2 separate regions of the Sus scrofa genome follow, and region 1 is linked to region 2. The links are chromatin contacts, called in public Hi-C maps. All regions are on one chromosome and are shown on one strand. The core of a region is the stretch at or near the end of the contact, and the rest is flanking DNA. Distances in the headings are between cores, read along the strand shown.

The links. Hi-C and Micro-C count contacts between places; a contact is called where the count stands out from the background.
Region 1: a Hi-C map of liver shows a contact between it and region 2, with 4 times the contacts expected there. The contact joins the promoter of ZMYM1 here to the promoter of GJB3 in region 2. A contact is called at or near these places in 2 of 47 Hi-C or Micro-C datasets (epiblast stem cells and liver).

The regions. Positions count from the first base shown.
Region 1 is chr6:91,310,776-91,318,101 of Sscrofa11.1, forward strand. It overlaps ZMYM1 (zinc finger MYM-type protein 1), which reads left to right and starts at 1,379. Exons shown (of 11, transcript XM_021095889.1): 1 at 1,379-1,536.
Region 2 is chr6:91,029,926-91,037,740 of Sscrofa11.1, forward strand. GJB3 (gap junction beta-3 protein) reads left to right here and starts at 1,453. Exons shown (of 3, transcript XM_021095864.1): 1 at 1,453-2,061; 2 at 5,218-5,317; 3 at 6,005-7,622. The coding sequence starts at 6,039. The coding sequence ends at 6,851.

The sequences.
Region 1 (7,326 bases), core at 129-2,628, 280 kb after region 2:
TCATTCACCTGTTGTCTGGACTTGCTCAAGTTTTTTTGTGTCTTAGGGCAGAAGGAACTCAGCGAGCGGCAACGTGATAGGAAAGAAATGGATATATAAAATAGGACATGAGGAGTTCCCTTCGTGGCTCAGCAGAAATGAATCTGACTAGGAACCATGAGGTTGCGGGTTCTATCCCTGGCCTCGCTCAGTGGGTTAAGGATCTGGCACAGCCTTAAGCTGTGGTGCAGGTCGCAGAAGTGGCTCGGATCTGGTGTTGCTGCTGCTGTAGCTCTGATTGGACCCCTAGCTTGGGCTAGGACAGTGAGGGATACAAGCAGGCAGATGGGGTGGTTCTGTCCTGAGGATTAGGATCAGATTACAATCCAAGGAAAGTGGGGAGGGGAAGAAGACCTCCTTCTTCCTTATTTTTCAGGCTTACAGCATTAGCTCCTCCTTTGTATCAGGTAAGAGAGTATTTGACCCTATGAGATCAAACTAGGATTTTCGTGGTGCTTATTCAAATCAGCAGAAGGGACCTAACATAAACTAAAATATGTTGAATCATCTCAGGTTTCTGTATAATGAGGGTCTCCTATTTTGGAATATCATCCTTAGCTTAAATTCCTGTCCTTGAGCCTAAGGATCATTATTTTTGCTGAACTTGAATGTAGGTCCCATTTCATCTTTATCATGCTTCTATTTATGGTTTTATAGGTAAGCACACCTGCTTCATTCCACCACATTCTGATGGCTTTCCTGAGTAATTATTAACTTACAGTGATCTCCCAAAGTTCCTTAGTTTTCCCTATATATAATCCCCTAGTGGGACTTCTACAACTACCTGTGTAACTATCCTATTCTATCCCTATCATTATCTCTGCAGATTAATTCTTTTTGGTGGGAATATACTCTATACCTGGCACTTTACTAACCATTGCCTTTTCTTTTTTTGGACACACTCAAAGGCATGTGGAAGTTCTTGGGCTAGGGACTGAATTCAAGCCACGTGCAGCAAGGTGACATCCTTAACCCGCCATGCCAGGAACTGGCGGGAACTCCTAACCATTATCTTCCTAATCTTCGCAAGTTTATACTGTAGGCACTATAATTATCCCGAGATAATTGGTGAAGAAATTGGTATGTTACCGAAGTTGCCAACAGAGCCATATCTCGAATTCAGTAAATGTAATTGCCTCTCCTGAGCTCTATCTAAGTCAACGTCGGCTGCTGCTCTAGCTAAATTTGACTGCCATCTAGACAAGGCTTCAAGGGCTAATAGCTAAGCGCCTATCCGCCCAGTCCAACCCGCCCCTCTCCCACCCCTTTTCTAGTCCCAAAGCCTCCTTTTTCGACTGCTGGAGCAGGAGCCAAGCCCAGCGGAGTGCACTGCGCAGGCTCGGCCGCAAAGCACTACGGGAAGGGGGTGGGGTCTGTGTGACCATTTCGCGTCGCAGTTTCTTTGAGAATCCTGGCGCGGTGAACGTCCTTCAGCGAAACTTGTGAACCTCCTTGAGCGGCTGTGGCGTTGGTCTTTAGTCCTGTGCTTTACCCGAGGTAGGTGGAGAGTTTCGCCAGTCGGAGGGAGGATGAAGTGTCCGGGAGGCCCGGGTTCTGGGGACCCGGCCTGCGTGTGGATGTCGCCTTATGGGGGTGGGCGTTCAGGGTCACGCCGCCGGGTCGTGTTTGTCGTCTCCTTTCACGTTGCGCTCCGAGTAGGGTGTCGTGGTCTACAGCTTCCAACGTTTCTCGCCGGCCGCCTGCTGCTCCTGCGGTGTAACTGGGATTTCAGCCTTTGGTCTCCCTCCTCGGCTTCCGCTTCTAAAGCATACATTTGATCACACCTGTGGCTCTCCTTCGTTAAGCAATGAATGATTTTTTTTCAAACTTAAAAAAATCGTGGAACTCCTTTTGCAAGTAGAGTTGTAACAGGATCTGAGCCAAAAGAAGTTTTTTTTATTTTTAATTACTTTAAAATCTTGGCTCGTGCTGTATTCTGATTTGAAATGGGGATTAGATGAAGGTGCAAGAACTGTATTACTCTTAACCGTGATGGAAGCGGGAATCAACACTTTGCCCATTTAACTCTTAGGTTGAGGCAAGAGCATTAAATAAATTTTTAGATTAAAAAAAAATACAAATGAAATGATTCCTTAACGCCAAAAGTTTCTATGTACAAAATTAAGTTCAAGGTTTTTGGTGTTCAGGGATCTTCCCGATATGACCCATGCTTTTCTAACTTAATTTCCTTCCACTATCACGCTTACTTTATCTTCAACAATAACTTCATTTCTTAAAATTCTCATATGTTTGTGTTTTTCCACAAGCTATCCCTATACCTTGACTATCCCCCATCATTGTTTCATAGACAGCTCCTTTATGGTGGTGCTTGTTTGTTTTTGACAGCTCCCACACATGCCAAAGTTCTCCTGTCAGGGATCAAACCCTCCCCACAGCAGCGACCCCAGCCAGCCGCAGCAGTGACAACGCTGGATCCTTAACCTGCTGAGCCACTGGGAAACTCCAGACCCCTACTTTAAAACCCAGCTCAAGGGAGTTTACCTTGTGGCTCAGCAGGTTAAGAACCCAACATGGTGTCTTTGAGGATGCAGTTCTATCCCTGGACTCAGAGGATCTGGTGCTGCTGCAGTGGCATAGGTCACAGATGAGCCTCAGATCTGGTGTTGACATTGCTATAAAGCAGCTGCAGCTTCCATTCGACCCCTAGCCCAGGAACTTTCATATGCCAAAGATGCGGCCTTAAAAAAATTAAAATTAAAAAAGTAAACTAAAACCTAGTTGAAATTTAACCTTTTAGAAGATTTCTTTGACCATTTTCTCTTCCCTCATTTCTGCTTTGTACCTCATATATGTTTACATTGTTGCAGTTATCATACTGTTCTAGGCAGAGGTTTTGTTTTGTTTTGTTTGCTTTTGAGGCATATGGAAGTTCCCAGACTAGGGGGTTGAATCTTTGCAGGCCTAGGCCACAGCAACTCCAGATCAGAGTGGAAACTTCCACCTACACTGCAGCCCATGGCAACACTGGATCCTTGACCCACTGAGTGGGACCAGGGACTGAACCTGCATCCTCATGGATACTAGTTGGGTTTGTTACCGCTGAGCCACAACAGGAACTCTAGGCAGAGGTTTATGAGAGTCTGCACACCCTAGTCTAACCCCCATATCTATGCACTTCATAAGTAGTGGCTCCCCATTACCACAGAACTAAGAATGGACACATTTTAGTTTCTTTTGAGAAGCATTTAGGCTTCTGCCTCCCTCTCCCTCTCATGCCAGCAAAAGAGCTTGCAGAACTCAGCAAACCTTTGCAAAGTGTAATGCATAAAGAAGTAGCTGTAGGAGTTGCTGCTGTGGCTTGTATCCATACCACACCATCTTGATTACTATGACTTTTAGTAAATTCTCCAACTTTTTTCTTTTTTGAGATTGTAGTGCCTATTCTAGGTTGTGTCTTCATTTTATGTACATTATAATCTTCTTTAAAGTTCCATAAAAACTCCCGCTAGGATTTTTTTTTTTCTCATTCTTGCGCCATGTGGAAGTTCCCAGGCCAGGGACAGAACGCATGCCACAGTGGTGACAACTCTGGACCCTTAACCCCCTAGGCCACCAGGGTACTCCAGGATGTTTTAAAATATTGACCTTGTGGGAGTTCCCTGGTGGCGAGTGGGTTAAGGATCCAGCATTGTCAACAGCTGTGGCTCAGGTTCAGTCTCTGACCCAGGAATTTCTGTATGCCGCAGGTGCAGCCAAAAAAAAAAAAAAAAATACACACGCACGCCTTGTATTATTCCATGATCCTGCTGAATTTTACTCTAGTAGTTTTATGGGGGCAGGGGGAAAGGAAGAGGAGATTCCTTAGGGTTTACTATATATGCAATCATGCTGTTTACAAATAAAGACAATTTGTTTACTTCTTTTCCGATCCTTATGCCAAATTTCTATCATGTATTTCACTTGAGCTTAAAGAATTGCCTTTAGGAGTTCTCATTGTGGCTCAGTGGAAACGAATCTGACTAGTATCCATGAGGACACAGATTCAATCCCTGGCCTTCATCAGTGGGTTAAGGATCCGGCATTGCCGTGACCTGTGGTGTAGGTCTCAGATGAGACTCAGATCCCACGTTGCTGTAGCTATGGTGTGGGCTGGCAGCTACCGCTCTAATTGGACCCCTAGTCTGGGAATCTCCATATGCTGAGAGTGCAGCCTTAAAAAGACACACATACACACAAGCCCTTTAGTATTTCTACAGTGTAGGTTTTGCTGGTGGTAAATTCTTACATTTTCACTTATCTAAAAATGTCCTTATTTCACCTTTATTTTTGAAGGGTATTTTTACTGACTAGAATTTTACGTTGCTCACCCCCCCAGCATTTTAAAGATAATCCCACTGCTCTCTGGCCTTCATTGTTTCTGACCAGACAGCCTTCATTCTTACTTTTGTTACCCTGTATGTTAATGTCCTTTTTCTCTAGCTGCTTTTAATATTTTCTTTTTATCTTTGGTTTTCACCACACTGACTGTGATGTGTGTAGTTGTGTTTTCCTTTATATTTGCCTTACTTTTATTCATAGAACTTCTTGAATTCATGTGGTTTTGTGTTTTTGTTCATTTTGAGGAAATTGTCCAGCCAGTATTCTTCAAACATTGCTTCTGTCGCATTGGCTGTTTTCTCTCATTTTCGGACTTTGTTTACGTGTGTGTCAGACCTCTTTGCTCTGTGTCACAGGTTGTTTACATTACTTGTGGGTTTTTTGGCCACCTCCAAGACATGTGGAAGGTCAGGGATTGAACCCATGCACAGCAGTGACCTGAGCCATTGCAGTGACAGTGCTGGACCCTTAACCCCGCTGCACCATAAGGAAACTCCATTATTTGCTTTTTATTTTTATCCTTTTATGCATCAGTCTTACTACTATCTACTAACTTTTTTTTAAGTGAATTCCAGGATTCTGCTGAACTTTTCCATCTTCATATTTTCCTAAACCCATCAAAGTCCTTACCTGATAATACCAATATGAGTCACCTTGGGTCTCTTGGGTTTGTTTCTGTTGTTGTTTTCGGTCTTGTTGAGTTTTGGTTGGCTGCACTGGTGGCCATATGGCAGTTCTCTGGCCAGGAATTGAATTGGAGCTGCTACTGTGACCTGTGCCTCAGCTGGCAGCAATGCTGAAACCTTAGCCCACTGAGCAAGGCTAGGAATCAAACCTACATCCTCACAGAGACGATGGTTCCTTAACCCACTGAGCCATAATGGGAAATCCTGCCCATACATTTTTATTCTGGACATTGTGGGTGAAAATTTTTATTATGATATTTTTTATTTATTTATTTTTTTGGTCTTTTTAGCTATTTCTTGGGCCGCTCCCGCAGCATATGGAGGTTCCCAGGCTAGGGGTTGAATCGGAGCTGTAGCCACTGGCCTACGCCAGAGCCACAGCAACACGGGATCCGAGCCGCATCTGCAACCTACACCACAGCTTACAGCAACGCCGGATCGTTAACCCACTGAGCAAGGGCAGGGACCGAACCCACTGAGCAAGGGCAGGGACCGAACCCGCAACCTTATGGTTCCCAGTCGGATTCGTTAACCACTGCGCCACGACGGGAACTCCTCTGAAAATTTTTAGAGACTCCGCCAGAGATGGTTACTTTTCATTTAGGCAGGCAGGTAGTACTAGCAGATTACACTGATCTTGTTGAAGGATCCTGTAAGGCATTAATAGGACTGATCTATTTGGGTTTGCTCTTTCTTCTGGGATGTAGTCTTTTCTCCTGGGCTGTGCCCTTAGACCTAGGGTTTGATCCCCTGGAGTCTCAACTGAAAGTCCACACCTAGTCCTCTCTACCTTAGCTAGGCTTAAATTTCAGTTCTTCTTAGCCTTGCAAAGCTGCTGTAACCTCTTTTCAGGTCTTAGGCCTCCTAACTGCTATTTTCTGCTGGGATTTTTGGAGTCTTGCTCTGTGGATGTGCAGTTTAGCTAATAAGTGGAAGAGGGGAATATGTGTGTGCAAATTTGGAGGCTGATGTCTCTGAGATTCTTTCCTCCCAGATTGTACCTTTGAGTTTCAGCTACTTAGGCAGCCAAAAACTCCTTTTTCTTCAGTTCACTATGCTGCTGTTTTCTGCTTGGGCTTTTTACTCTATCCTGGTAAGTGCCCTCAGAGGTAAAGCCTCTTAATTTTATAATTGTTTCCACTGGAAGGCTTTAGCATGCTAAAAGCTATTCTGCTATAACTAAATTTATCTTATTTAAGCATATCTCTCTCTCTTTTTTTTTTTTTTTTTTTTTTTTGCTGCACCCACAGCATGTGGCAGAATCCATGACAATTGTTACTTGTACCACAGCTGCAACAAAACCACATCCTTCACCCACTGTGCCACAAAAGAACTTCAGGCATATTATTTTTAATTCTTGCCAGTCTGACAAAATCTGGAGTTGAGTTGGTTTAGAAGCTGAGTAGAATTTGGAGTTCCCCTCTGGCACAGTGCAGCAGGTTAAGGATACAGTCTTGTCACTGCAGCAACTCCGGTTCAATCCCTGGCCTTGGAACTTCCGCATGGGGCCAACAAATAAATAAATAAAAAGGAGAATCTGAGTAGAATTTGAATAGGCAAAAATCACTTTGCAGAGTTCCCATCGTGGCGCGATGGAAACTAATCCGACTAGGAACCGTGAGATTATGGGTTCGATCCCTGGCCTCAATCAGTGGGTCAAGGATCTGGTGGTGTTGTGAGCTGTGGTGTAGATTGCAGACGCAGCTCGGATTTTGCGTTGCTGTGACTGTGGTGTAAACCGGCGGCTACAGCTCCGATTCAACCCCTAGCCTGGGAACCTCCATATGCCACAGGTGCAGCCCTTAAAAAAAAAAAATCTCTGCATGCATTATACATTAACCAGACCTCAAAGGTGGGAATGCTTGTTGGACTATTAAGATCAACTTTTCTTTCCCTTTCTTCTGATGCTAGCAAGGTAACTTCTTAAAAGATTGGCATTCTTGGGAGTTCCCGTCGTGGCGCAGTGGTTAACGAATCCGACTGGGAACCATAAGGTTGCGGGTTCGGTCCCTGCCCTTGCTCAGTGGGTTCGGTCCCTGCCCTTGCTCAGTGGGTTAACGATCTGGCGTTGCTGTGAGCTGTGGTGTAGGTTGCAGACGCGGCTCGGATCCCGTGTTGCTGTGGCTCTGGCGTAGGCCAGTGGCTACAGCTCCGATTCAACCCCTAGCCTGGGAACCTCCATATGCCGCGGGAGCGGCCCAAGAAATAGTAGCAACAACAGCAACAAAAAAAGATTGGCATTCTTCCCCAACTCTTTGAGGGG
Region 2 (7,815 bases), core at 203-2,702:
GAACAGGCGGCAATACGGACCCCCCCCCAACACATAGGACACCATCATATTCACACATCTCCTCACACAGACACATGCAGAGAAGCACCCAGAACACCCCAGCACTGTTGTCTCAGCAATGATTTTTTTTTTCTTTTTATGGCCACACTTGTGGCATATGGGAGTGCCCGGGCTAGGGGTCGAATCAGAACTGAAGCTGCTGGCCTATGCCACAGCTTGAGGCAACATCAGATCCTTAACCCATTGAACAAGGCTGGGAATTGAACATGCATCCTCACAGAGACAACGCTGGGTTCTTAACCCCCTGAGCCACAATGGGAACTCCTCAGCAATGATTTTCAAAGCAAAAATGACCTCTGCAGGGGGAACCCTGTGGCTTTGCCCAATCCAGAAACTCAGCACAGCTGAGGCCTTCACAGCTGGCTCTGCTCCTACTTATCTGTGACAGTGGGCAAGTCTCCCAACTTCTGGGTGCCTCAGTTTTCTCATTCATAAAAGTAGGAAGGCTGGAGTTCCCGTCGTGGCGCAGTGGTTAACAAATCCGACTAGGAACCATGAGGTTGCGGGTTCGATCCCTGCCCTTGCTCAGTGGGTTAACGATCCGGCGTGGCCGTGAGCTGTGGTGTAGGTTGCAGACGCGGCTCGGATCCAGTGTTGCTATGGCCCTGGTGTAGGCCGGTGGCCACAGCTCCTATTCAACTCCTAGTCTGGGAACCTCCATATGCCGCGGGAGCGGCCCAAAGAAATAGCAAAAAGACAAAAAAAAAAAAAAAAAAAAAAAAAAAAGTAGGAAGGCTTATACCTTCCTCACTGGGCACTGTGACAACAAAATAAAGCCCGAGGGACAATGTCTGGCACAGATGTCTCCGAGCCCCCCCACCCCAACCCCCTGAAGTGTTAGTTTTCTACCCAGAGTAGTAGGTAGAGTGATGGTGTAATTGATCTTCCCAAGTTTGGGGGTACTTTTGAGAATTAAAGGGGTATTATTAATTACGCCAGGGCCACAGGCATAAGCCAGTACAAGCCTGGGAAAATGCCATGTACAGTCACTCTCCTGCTAACATCATCTCAGATGAGACAGGGAAGACTCAGTCCCTTTGGTGGCTAGGATTCCCAGGACTCCCCGGGAGGCCGGAAACCCTGGGAGTTCCCCGACCAGGCTGAGGCTCAAGGGCTCTCACTAGGTTCCTAGTCTGTTTGTTTACACTGGTAAATAAAAGAGTCCTTGTCCCCAGAGTCCAGTTCAGCCCAGCCCCGCCCAGCCCCAGACACACACACACACACATACACAAAACCGCCTCCCCCTGCAGGGGGTCTAAAGCCACAGGCTCCGCTCTTCCACCTCCCTCTTAACTCCCCCTCCCCGGCCTCGGTAGGATCTGCCCCTCTTAGTAGTTCCTGGCAACGACCTCCCCCCATTCCAGCCCTCGCCCCTGGACAAGGGATTCCCCCCCCCCACCAATCTCCTTTCCAGGTACAGCGCCTCTTCCTGCTGCCCCCTACCCTGGTTCTGCAAAGTGTGCATACCCCATTCGAGGACACCGAGTTTGAGCCAGGAACTAATGCGGGAGGGCAGCCGCCGGGAGTGTCCTCACGCAGAGTCGAGGCCAAGTGCTAGGCGGAGACAGTGACCCGCAGGGCGCTGACTGAGTCCCCGTGGTAACACGTGGGCGAGTCTTGATTGCAGCCCGTCCGGGGACCACTTGGCGCTTCGTTTAGAGCGCTTCACACCGCGAATCTCACTGGAGCCTTTGCCACAGCCCTGCCCAGGGCCACCGCTGCCCCCATTTCACACGCGAAGAAACCGAGGCTAAGGTTTCAAGCCCCGGAGTAGGTTGCCAGGGGACCGAGTGGCAGCGTTGCGGCTAGAACCAGACCCCCTGCGGCGGGCCAGCTCTCAAGCTCCTCCCCCGACCCTCCCTCCTCCACGCCGCCCCCGGGGTGTGCCTGACGCCACGCGTCTCGCCGCGACTACAGAGTCGCAGTTCGCACCCAGATCTCCTCTGCTGCGGGTCTCGAAGACTTGGGGTCCCGGCCCCCCCGCTGGCCTCGCCGCTGCGGGTAAGTGCGGGGCGCCCGCACCCCGACCCCGCGACCCGAGGCGGGGCTGGGGCTCGATCCTGCCTTCGGGTTAGGCTGAGACGGTGGGGTGAGAGGATGGGAGGCGGTGGAAGGACTCTCCCCCACCCCACTCCCCATCTGGCTTCTCACCCCTTGGTTCTGGGTGCGGTGGGCGCTCTAGCTGCGGAAGATTCCTGCAGAGTCCCTCCCACGTCCGCAAACAGCCAAGACGCCGGGAATCGACCAAGACTTTTGGGGGCCGGGGCCGGGGGAGGTGGGGGTGTTCCGAGGAGGGGGGGGCGGTGGGCATTACGGAGTGGTGATAAAAGCTGGGTGCGGCTTGGCTCCCTACCCCGACCCCCCGCCTCCCGACAGGCGAAAAGCGGATAGCTGGGAGCCGGTGTTGGGGGACTGCAGGGGGAACCAGAACCGGCTCCACCGGTCCCGGGCCAGGGCTTGGAGGGAAATTCTTTGCCAGTGAGTCCCTAGGGTGTGTCAGGCAGGACTAGGCAGACACGACTGGAAGGGAAGGTGGGGGCGAAAGAGGAGGTTGCCCCCAGGTGGGCCCTCCAGGGAGGGTGTCAGGTGGAAGCCCCTGTCAGGGCCCCTCTCCTCCCTGGGCTGTCCCGAGGAGGCTCCAACCTCCCCTGCAGGTTTCTTGAACTCTCACCAGGTGAGTGGCAGGCTGGGGAGGGAATGGTTTTTTATGATACTCAAGAAAGTAGGAATGATTTCCCTTTAGAGATAAGGAAAGAAAGTCAAGGAGATTAGGAAATCTTGGAAGTCACTCACGTAGAAGGGGTAGAGCTGAGTCTCCAATTCAACTGTGATCCTACTTTCTCTATACATCCCAGTGTCCCTCCGCAAAGGACAGGTCTTAGAAGGAGTGAGTAGCAAAGACACTTCCTCGCCTCCACCCCCACTGCATGTGGAAGTTTCCAGGCCAGGGATAGAACTGCAGGCACCTGAGCAAGAGCACAGACAACACAGGATCCTGAACCGTTAGGCCACCAGGAAACTCCAGACCCTTTTTTTTTGGGGGGGGGGTCTTTTTTGCCATTTCTTGGGCCGCTCCCGCAGCATACGGAGGTTCCCAGGCTAGGAGTCCAATCGGAGCTGTAGCCACCGGCCTATGCCAGAGCCACAGCAACACAGGATCTGAGCCGCGTCTGCAACCTACACCACAGCTCACGGCAACGCTGGATCCTTAACCCACTGATCGAGGCCAGGGATCGAACCCACAACCTCATGGTTCCTAGTCAGATCTGTTAACCACTGCGCCACAACAGGAACTCCACAGACACTTTTTTTAATACTAAGAATTGTATTGTGTGCTGCTGCCAGTGTATATATCACCCTTGTGAAACAGAAATTCATGAAATTCAGAAGTAGATGATTAAACAAATACTTTAATTCCCAATGGTGATTAAATTCTAGGAAGAAAACAAAGGGGATGGGAGCAGATTGACTGGGAGGGCAGGGACTTCCAGATCCAGGGTTATCTGGGGAGGCCTCTACAGAGAGGATGTTTCAGCAGAGCCCTCATTGATGAGAAGGAGCCAGCCATGCAAGGTTCTGGAGGAAGAGCATTCCAAGCAGCAGGAGTAATTACAAAGCCCCGGAGGCCCCCATCGTAGCCTGGGCATTGAGAGGCAGTGGTGCGGGGCGGAGGGGGGCGGGCATGTAAGAGCATAGGGTGAGAATGTAGAATCTGGGATTTCATTCTAAGTGTAATGTTAAGATAGGAGAAAGCTTTAAATAAGGGAGTCATGCGATCTGACTTAATGGACTCCAAGAGCCAACCAAGAGCCCACGGCATTAACAGAATGATGGTGGCCTGGAGCAGGGTGGTGGCAGTGGAAGGGTGAGAAGCAGTGGCCCAGGGGGTGGACCTGCAGGCATCATGCATGCTCAGAGTCACAGAGTAGCTGCAGGAGCACCCGAATGTACACATAAGCCCACACCTCTGCTGCATGCAGACACTAGGTGCACCGAGGCAGACCCACCAGTCCACTCCCTGAGTCAATCCAGGACTGGGAGGGAGGTGTGTGATCCGGCGACCTGAACGAAGCATGTTTCCCTTCACAGAGCCCGAGTATCCGGCATGGCTGTGGTGGCTGGAGCTCCCCCAGGATCTGGCACAGGGGAAGCGGAGAGGGGTGTCTGTAGATTTTTCCCTAGATCTGGTGTCCAAAGGAACCAGGGAAATACCCCCTGCTCGCACCCCCCAACCTGAACTGGGCTCCTAACTTCACCACCCACTCTGAGACCTTGGGGAGGGTCTTTCCCCCTCTCTAAGCCCTAGGTTCCTCTCTGTAGAATGGGCTTCATAAACACCAAGTTCACAGGACAGTAGCGAGGCACCAACAAGTTAATTTTGAGAACCTGGTCCAGGGCAGGCATCCAGCAGAGAAGGAGAGGAAGTGGTGGAAAGCCCAGCCCTGAATCCCAAGCTAGTTGTGTTTTTGTTTTGTTTTATTTGTCTTTTGTCTTTTTAGGGCCACACTCTCTGCATATGGAGGTCCCCAGGCTAGGGCTGGAATCAGAGCCGTAGCTGCCGCCCTACACCAAAACCACAGTAACAGGATCCAAGCCAAGTCTGTGACCTACGCCACAGCTCACAGCAATGCCGGATCCTTAACCACTAAAGGGGGCCAGGGATCAAACTCGCATCCTCATGGATACAAGTCAGGTTCGTTATAGCTGCACCATAATGGGAACTTCAAAGCTAGTTGTTTTGGTTTTTTGTTGTTGTTGCTGTTGTTTTTGCTTTTTAGGGCTGCACCCGAGGCATATGGAGGTTCCCAGGCTAGGGGTCCAATCAGAGCTGTAGCTGCCAGCCTATGCCATGGCCACAGCAACGCCAGATCCAAGCGCATCTGCAACCTACACCACAGCTCACGGCAACGCCAGATCCTTAACCCACTGAGCAAGGCCAGGGATCAAACCTGCATCCTCATGGATCCTAGTTGGGTTTGTTAACCACTGAGCCATGAAGGGAACTCCCAAAGTTAGTTTTAAATTAGTGACTTGACCTCTCAAGATTTCATAATGACTAGCCAGCAATTATTGAGCACGTACTATGTGTGCACAGAGTGTTTTGTAATTTGATTATTAGTTTCTTTTTCTTTTCTTCTTTTTTTTTAATCTGAGCAGCATCTCCGACCTATACCACAGCTCATCGCCATGCCACTGGATCCTTAACCCACTGAGCGAGGCCAGAGATCAAACGCACATCCTCATGGATACTCATCAGGTTTGTAACCCGCTGAGCCACAACTAATTATTAGTTTCTGCATCTGTCAATGAGATGCATAATTTTATCTGGCTCACAGGGTCCTTATAAGGTTTAAAGGAGATCCTTCACATAAAGTGTTTAGCTCCTTGCCTGGCTCATCATAAGTGCTTAGTAAATAATAATTGTTATTATCAGCAGATGCACATTCCCTTCCTTCTGGCATACTAGCTTTGTGATTTGGGGCAGGTTACCTAACCTCTCTGTGCCTGTTTCCTCCCTGTAGCTTAGGAAGAGTAATAGTCCTGATCTCATAGGGTCCCTACAATGATCAAAGGAATCCATCCACATAAAGAATTCAAGACAGGAGTTCCCACTGTGGCTCAGCAGAAGCAAATCTGACTACCATCCATGAGGACACAGGTTCGATCCCTGGCCTTGCTCATTGAGTTAAGGATTCAGCATTGCTGTGTGCTGTGGTGCAGGTGGCAGACTTGGCTTGGATCTGGCATTGCTGTGGCTGTGGCGTAGGCTGGCAGCTACAGCTCCGATTGGACCCCTAGCCTGGGAACCTCCATGGGCCGAGGGCGCAGCCCTAAAAAGACAAAAAAAAAAAAAAAAACAAGAATTCAGAACAGCCCTTGGTTTATATAAATGCTCCATAAATGTCACCCATTCATTAACATATGGTTTTTCCTATTCTGCCAGGTGGGCACGGCCCCCAGCGCCCTCACCAGGCACCATGGACTGGAAGACACTCCAAGCCCTACTGAGTGGGGTGAACAAGTACTCCACAGCCTTCGGGCGCATCTGGCTGTCGGTGGTGTTCGTCTTCCGCGTGCTGGTGTATGTGGTGGCCGCCGAGCGTGTGTGGGGGGATGAGCAGAAGGACTTTGACTGCAACACCAAGCAGCCGGGCTGCACCAACGTTTGCTACGATGAGTTCTTCCCCATCTCCAACATCCGCCTCTGGGCCCTGCAGCTCATCTTTGTCACGTGCCCGTCGCTGCTGGTCATCCTGCACGTGGCCTACCGGGAGGAGCGGGAGCGGCGGCACCGCCAGAAGCACGGCGACCACTGCGCCAAGCTATACGACAACGCGGGCAAGAAGCACGGCGGCCTGTGGTGGACCTACCTGCTCAGCCTCATCTTCAAGCTCATCATCGAGTTCCTCTTCCTCTACCTGCTGCACACTCTGTGGTACGGCTTCGGCATGCCCCGCCTGGTCCAGTGCGCCAACGTGGCCCCCTGCCCCAACATCGTGGACTGCTACATCGCCCGGCCCACGGAGAAGAAGCTCTTCACCTACTTCATGGTGGGCGCCTCCGCCGTCTGCATCGTGCTCACCTTCTGCGAGATCTGCTACCTCATCTTCCACAGGATTGTGCGAAGCCTTCCCAAGAAGAGGACCCCCCGAGGCGGCAGCCCCCCGTCCTCTGCCAGCCGGGCCTCCACCTGCCGCTGCCACCACAAGCTGGTGGAGGCCGGGGAGCTGGGCCCAGACTCCAGTGATGACAAGGTGCAAGCTTCGGCACCCAGCCTGACCCCCATCTGACCTCGGGCGGGGGAGCAATCCTGGGGCTGCCCGAGGGGCCGGGCAGGGGGTGTTATTGTGGCGGTGGCGGGGTCCTGCAGGTGCTGGGTGCCCCCACTCTGAATTCACTAAGCTATTCAACTTCACTTTCAGCAGACTTTTTTTTGAGCGCTGGGCGCTGTGCTGTCTGCCTGGGTACAGGTCACCCCAGGCCCTGTGGCAGCCTTCCTGGCGGAGAGACACTAAAACAATCAAAGTAACAACTGCCTACAAGGGGACACTTAGAAGGCTCATAGTAGGACCTCCCCTAACCCAGGAGGGGGTGATCAGGAGAGGCTTCCGAGAGGAGGTAATGTTTGAAAGAGGTGAGAATGCTTCCTAGCGAAGAAAAGCAGGTGCAGAGGCCTGGAGGCCACGAAGAGAGTGGCTTGCTCTGAGTTGGATGCACAAGATCAAAGGGAATCTTCATTCCTCCAGATTTCTTGGGTGAAAAGGGAGGAGTCTCCCAGCAGTAGGAGGTCTGGAGGCTGAAAGTGAACCTGGGAAGAGGAGGAGGAGGCTCTCATGACACTGAGCCCTCCTGGAGACACCCAAGGACCCTCTGGGTTGCCAGGGCACTCAGAGGAAGCTCCCCTCCCCAGCCTCAGGCAGCTCTGCTCCCACCTTCCTCCCACAGTGTACTCAGTCTGGTGCCAGCCTCTCAGACCCAGCTCTCTGGGACTCCAGGTGGATGCACTGATAAGAACATTCCCAAGGCAGCTTCCTTGAAATCAATAAAGGCTGTTTGATACAGGTTGGCTCTTCTCTGTTCTCCCACAGTCCCATGACCTCCAGATCCTGAGAGGAGGGAAGGTAGCCCTCAGAAGGGGAGAGAGAGAGAAGGAGAGGGAGAGGGACATAGAGAAGAGTTCCCTTCCTGTCTCAGTGGTTAACAAACCCAACTAGGACCCATGAGGATGCGGGTTCAGTCCCTGGCCTCTGTGGG